2 separate regions of the Gossypium arboreum genome follow, and region 1 is linked to region 2. Evidence: chromatin contacts called from public Hi-C data. All regions are on one chromosome and are shown on one strand. The core of a region is the stretch at or near the end of the contact, and the rest is flanking DNA. Distances in the headings are between cores, read along the strand shown. Region 1 holds the start of LOC108458290 (CAAX prenyl protease 2). Region 2 holds the start of LOC108458341 (uridine nucleosidase 1-like).

Region 1 (3,215 bases), core at 344-2,843, 520 kb after region 2:
AGCATGTCTAAGCTATTACAAATACTTAACACCCAAAGGAAAAAAGATAATAAATCCTCTCATGAATGATCGAACTGTGTTAAACAAAAAAAGACTCACCTAAACTGAAGAAAGTAGGGCAGAGAAAAATGACATTGTATGCTTTAAATCCCCCACAAAGAAGTAAAGGAATCATACATGCTCTAAACACCAACTCCTCTGTCACTGGTGCCTGTTCATTAAAGTACTATTAAGGAATGAAGACTGAAGAAACAGGGAACAATTTCGAAAATTTCCTTCTAATTTTCAATTATTGCTGTTCTCCTAAGAAGGATTGTTAAACATTGAACAATAAGCAGGACATGTAACACAATATTCAATCCATTTGCAAGACTACTTTCTAGAATAAGCAAGCACAATGCAACCTTTTCAACAATAAAATATTGCAAACACACCCTATTTATAGACCTTACAATTATTTGCATTCACCCAAAAGATGAAGAAATTTAAGTGGTAAGCATACTAACCACAATAAAATTCCTCCAGAATAAAACATTGGAAGTTACTGAAGACATCTGGACCGGGAGGCTAAGAAGGGTACTTTTTATACAACCTAACAGTGGCTCTCCCTCTTGATGTCTATGCTCCTTCCACTTATTTACCAATAACATGGACTTGAATATCAAAGATCCAGCATACATAAGAGAAGTCAAGAAAAGAGGAAAGACGATTGCTTGCCACTGTTTCACACATAAAATTGCATTTCAAGAACTGATTTTGAACCAGCAGATCATAAACATAAATAATAAATCCATAACAAAAATGTAGGAAATATACTCCATAAGTATGATTCTTACAAAATGATCCGATCGAATGCCATAAACCCCAAACGAGTAAGATGCCTCCCCACCTGTTATCTACGCATAATCGAACATTGTTAGAATAATAAAAAAAAGGAACAAACGTGTTTTGGATATAAAAACAAATAATAGCACTTTTGTAAAACGCAAAATGGATGATTTTACATTCACATGAAAATGTTAAATGGCTTTAGTTCAATGCATGTTAACAATTCAATATTTCGCTCATCTCTAATTATATATGAGTTCACTTTTTAGCTCAATGAATTAAGTTTCCACTTACTTCACAGAATGACAGAAATCTCAACTTAGTTCATAATTATATAATAATAAATGAGTGAAATAAAAATGAGAGACAAAGGAAATAGGTATACCGGAAGGACGAAAGCACAGAAAATAACGGACGCGACGGAGCAAACGGCGGCGCAAATGAACCGTCGGATCATGAAATTCTCGTAGGATTGGGGAGGCGGGAGGCGGAGGATCAGAGTAGGAGCATAAAGAATAGAAACATAAAACAGTGTCATAGCGATGCAAGCAATCACCGCTACTAGCTTCGATAACCTACCTTCGCTCTCTTCCATGTCTGGATTCGAAGAGGCGGCAGCTAGGATCGCCGGAGAGAGGAAGAGAAGGGGGGAAAGAAAAGCCGGTTCCGGTTCAATATCTTCTCCGTTTGATACCCTTTCAGTGAGAAGGGGCTTCGGGTTTTGACTTGGGGCGGTTCTTGTTTGAGGGTTTTTGGGTCACTTCAAAGCCTCAAAGTAAATTTGGGCCGAAAAGAACCCCTCATTAACACTTTATTTCCAGTCAGCTCCCAGGCGAAACCATTCCAAAAAAATTGATTTTCTTTTTTGAATTTTTACTTAATCAAATTGAATTATTAAGTTTTTTTAATTAACTTGAAAAAGTTATTCAAATTTCAAGTTTGAGTGGATTTAAATTTTAAAATTTAAATAATTCAAATAACATATTAATATAAATGTCTTGTTGTTTCCTTCTAATTTTGAAAATAAAAAATTAATCTAAACTATATAAAAATTAAAATTTTAAAAACATTTATAAGATAATATTTCTGAGACCTAAATAAGTAAATTAATAATTTAACTTTATCATATTAAAATATTTTTTTCTCTTATTGTATTGAAAAGGTTTTCAAATATATATATTTTCAAATTTATGTGCTCTAACATGAAATTAGTTATATTGTAATAAGATTTTTATTTGACATGTTTAGTTTTTTTTAATTTAACTTGAACAATTTCACTCGATTTAATTTGACTTGACTCGAATTTCATTTTACTCGACTCGATTAAGAAAAAAATTCAAATCGAGTTAAGATGATAAAATGAGACTTGTCAACTTGATAACTCGATTAACTTGAAATTTTCGCTTGATTCGAACCAACGCTCACCTTTAGCTGCCATGATAATTTTTTGGGTAAATTACTCATACAGTCACCCAAGTTTTAGCGTGTTCTTATTTCAGTCACCCAATTTTGTTTTTGTTAATTTAGTCACTCTCATTAAGTTAATTTCCTATTTTAGTCACTCCACCGTTAAAATGCACTAGTCACTAGACCGAATAATGACATGACAAACTTTTGATTGGTATGACAACAAATTTAGCCCTTAACATGCTACACATTCTATTAATTTTGGTCCTAATTATTAAAAAAATTCAACAAATTTAACCTAAATGCTTACACATTCCTTTAGTTTAATTTTTATTTTACACATTCTATCAATTTGGTTCTAATTATAAAAAAAAAAAATTTAGAAAGTGTCGCGTGGCACAACTCAATTAGAATGTGCCATATGGCACTTCAATCCAATAAGAAAGTGCCATGTGGCATCTATATGTAATAAAAATAAAAATAGATTCTAAAAAATAAATAAAAATTATAAAAAAAAATAATAATAAAAATGTAATAAAAATTATAGAAATATATCATGTGACTTTGATTGGTGTTAACTGACCGTTGATTGACTATGATCGATATTGGCATGTTTAATTTTTTAAAATTTAATTCTAAAAATTTCACTTGATTTGACTCGACTTGAATTTCATTTCACTCGACTCAATTTGAAAAAACTTCAAATTGAGGTAGGATGTTAAAGTAGGATGAAAAATTGGACTAAATCAAATAAACTTCAAAACTTAGAATTGACGACTCTAGGTGAATATTTAGGTAGATGATACCAAGAGGAGAGCTTATTGAGAACCAATTTGATTGTTTAGAGTTAGTTCGGTGAGATCGAGAGATAAACCGGACTAAATCGTCTAATTTGATAAAATAGTGACCGAGAGGTAAAATTGAACCAATTAGAAGTTTAAGATTTTTAGTTCCCTAATCCATACACTAATCATCAACAT
Region 2 (3,265 bases), core at 295-2,794:
CAAGTACAACTATATTCTTCACCTTGCTGGCAAAGGAAGAGTCCCTTTTGATTGCCTGGATTTAAAAAAAAAGAGAAACTGTGTTTAAGCACTTACCTGCGAAGCCTATAACCAAAATGGAGGAAATTGATAAGAGAGTAGCAAGGTCTTACCAGTGCCAAGTTTGTGAGTGGTCCAAGTGCAAGTATAGATACTTTACCAGGATATTCAGAAACCTTCCCAACTAAAAATTCAGAGGCAGTCTTATCAGATTTGCTAGTTTTTGGTGGAGATAGGAATATATTCCCCAGTCCATCAGAGCCATGAACAAAGTCGGCAACATTCGGCCTCCCACCCTTTTCCAACAAACCAACCACAATTAGGCTATGGTAAATAAAAGATATAGTAATTGCCCCCCAAAAAAAAAAAAAAAAAAAAAAGGAAGAATATCAAAGCACAATAAAGCAAGTTAACAATTGCAGCGAGGCCCATTAGTATTCCCATGGAATTACATTGTAATTTAGGAAAGGGAAAACTGAAGCATTTACCGTAAGCGGCTCGGGGCTGCCTTGTACTACAGGAACATCAGGACGCCCTGCGATTTCACACTATCCTTTTGCACCTCGAAAAGAGGATAAAATCATGAACGTATTCCAAATGATATGAAAACCAGAAAGGAGAAGCACGTACCAGAAGTAAGGCATTACGAGTGGCATCTTCGGTTTGGACATTGCCAAATATGGTGGTCAAACCTAAGATCTCATATTCTGGATTTTGAAATGCCATAAAGATCGCCATGCTATCATCTGTTAATCAAATGAAAAACGCATCCATACATTGTTCAGGGTCAAACTCAAACAAAATCTCTACATATCTAATCCTGCCAATCAATCAATCCACTCCATATTGTTTTCACTTCCTTGTATAATTTAATAAAAATTTTCCGGTTTCATTATATACATATCAAAACCCGAAACTTTCCTATATAGATCTCATCACACGCCCCTCGAATAAAACTTTTCTATATAGACAGAGAGAGTCAACGTAGCTTTTTAAATCAAACTTTATAGCTTATCCCGAAGTAAAACTCCAAGGACAAATATAAATTGAAAAAGTAAAATTGTTTCCTATTTCATTATAATTCTAGTTTATGCAACTAAATTGACAGCCAACCAGAGAAAAAGTAAATAAATAAAAAGGAGCGAAACTGACCAATCCCGGGATCGGTATCGATAATGAGCTTGTTCCTGTTGGCATGTGAGAGTAAAAGGGCATCGCTTCCGCCATTAACGACAATTCCATCGTGACAATCTTTCTTTAATTCATAATCCATATTCAACGCAATTAGAAAAACACAAAGTGGTAATAATCTAATCTAAGATTTTAATGAATATGGATGTGAATAAAAAAACAATTGAGAGATTTGAATTTCTTGTTTTAATTGTCGTAGAGGAAGAGGAAGAGGAAGAGGTAGGCCGCTCTGCGATGCCAACAGAGAGTCCCCCCAAGAAGAACACCAAACAAAGATGTGTTTTATTTTGGTTTATGGGATATGATGTTACTTCCTCCTTTAATACTAGTTTAAAGCGCCTTAAGGTGGGGGTATGCTGACGTCAGCATAATTGATTTGTAACAGCGAATGGTAAATGGCAACGTGGGTTAATGTGAGTGGTCCTAATCTTGGACCGTATCGTATGGGATCAGAGCAGAAATAATAATTATTCAGAAAAAGGGAGGACAACCTGTTGTTTAATTTTAAAAAAAGTAGTCATTGGTTGGGTGAAGGTACAATTTCATAGACGATGCTGATGATGATGCATCTATTTTATATTATCCTTTATGTATAATCATCAAGATTCATATGTAACTATTAAATTGGAATTGTGACCAACATTTAAATGAGAAAGATTTAATAATTGGGAGATAAATGATCTATATTTTATATGTTGATTAATGGATAAATATTTATTATAAATTTTAAAACTGTTCCATATCTAAGACAATGATTGAATTCTTAACCACATAGATAATTAACAATTTTAATACAACAAGTTGTGTACAGAATTGTTAGGTTGAGAATTATTTATGAGATATATTGAAATTCCAAAACAACTGAATGCTTCAATTTCACAACATTGGCGGCCAAGAAAATTCAATATAAAAGACTTTGGGCACGATAAATTTGTAGACTATGATTTTGCATCATATTTACACAATATAAATTTGTTTTATATAATCTAAAATTGTATCCATATAGTTTGTTTTAATAGATATATTGTATTTGGATTATATAATATATTTAAATAATTAATATTATTATATGATGCGTATATGCATATGAATTTGTATGTGATATTTTTCTTCTGTTTATTTCTATGTAATATTTATGGTTATATAATACGCATATAAATTTTATTTATTTGAACTATTATCTAGAATATATATAAGGTACGAGTTTAGAATAAAATTAAATTGATAAAAATAATTTTTATTATTTATTATATTATTAAATTGGTTTTTGAATTATTTTTATTTTATTATTAAATTTTGAATATTGAAAAATATTTATTAAAAATTATTAGTATTAAAACAAAATCAATTCAGCTCTCAATTACTAAAATAAAATTAGTTAGGCCCTTCCGATAATGAAAACTGTCATTAATCAATTTGATTATTAATAGACACTTACGTGACTGATAAAATCTACAATAACATATGAAGTACCATCCGGACAAGTATACTGATGTGACATTCCATGTACCATATACTAAAAACTAAAATCCCAAAAATTATAAAAAAAATGTATTAAAAATGCACATTTTGTAACACCCCCTACCCGTATCCATTGCCGGAATAGGTACGACGTATTACCGGAGTTTACTGAACATTTTTAGATAATTCTGATCATTTATTATTCATATTTTGAAGATAATCATAACGTCTCTCTATTGGGCCCTTGAAGCCCCAAACATACATTAAAAACTAACCAGAATTAAATCAGGATCATAAAAATTTTCGCAAAATCTTTATTTTCATCTAAGTACTTACCATTTCAATGCTTCTTATAATTAAACATGTTACCATTCAATTAATAGCTTGACACTTGTCTAAGCGTCAAACAACATCATTGTTAGTATACTTGCACATATTTCATATAAATTCAATATTGATATACTTAATTTCTCGACATGTCACACTTGAGTTTAATAATTATCTTTACTTACATAATTTCCTTGTATCAACATATCAAAGATAATCATATATGTACATGCCATGAAACATATCA

The links. Hi-C and Micro-C count contacts between places; a contact is called where the count stands out from the background.
Region 1: a contact with region 2 is called in a Hi-C map of leaf, with 4 times the contacts expected there. The contact joins the promoter of LOC108458290 here to the promoter of LOC108458341 in region 2. A contact is called at or near these places in 2 of 5 Hi-C or Micro-C datasets (both in leaf).

What each region holds. Positions count from the first base shown.
Region 1 is chr4:80,234,027-80,237,241 of ASM2569848v2, forward strand. LOC108458290 (CAAX prenyl protease 2) reads right to left here and starts at 1,594. Exons shown (of 7, transcript XM_017757636.2): 1 at 1,214-1,594; 2 at 837-896; 3 at 100-211. The coding sequence starts at 1,423.
Region 2 is chr4:79,712,975-79,716,239 of ASM2569848v2, forward strand. LOC108458341 (uridine nucleosidase 1-like) reads right to left here and starts at 1,545. Exons shown (of 9, transcript XM_017757697.2): 1 at 1,192-1,545; 2 at 670-785; 3 at 528-587; 4 at 153-335; 5 at 1-55. The coding sequence starts at 1,312.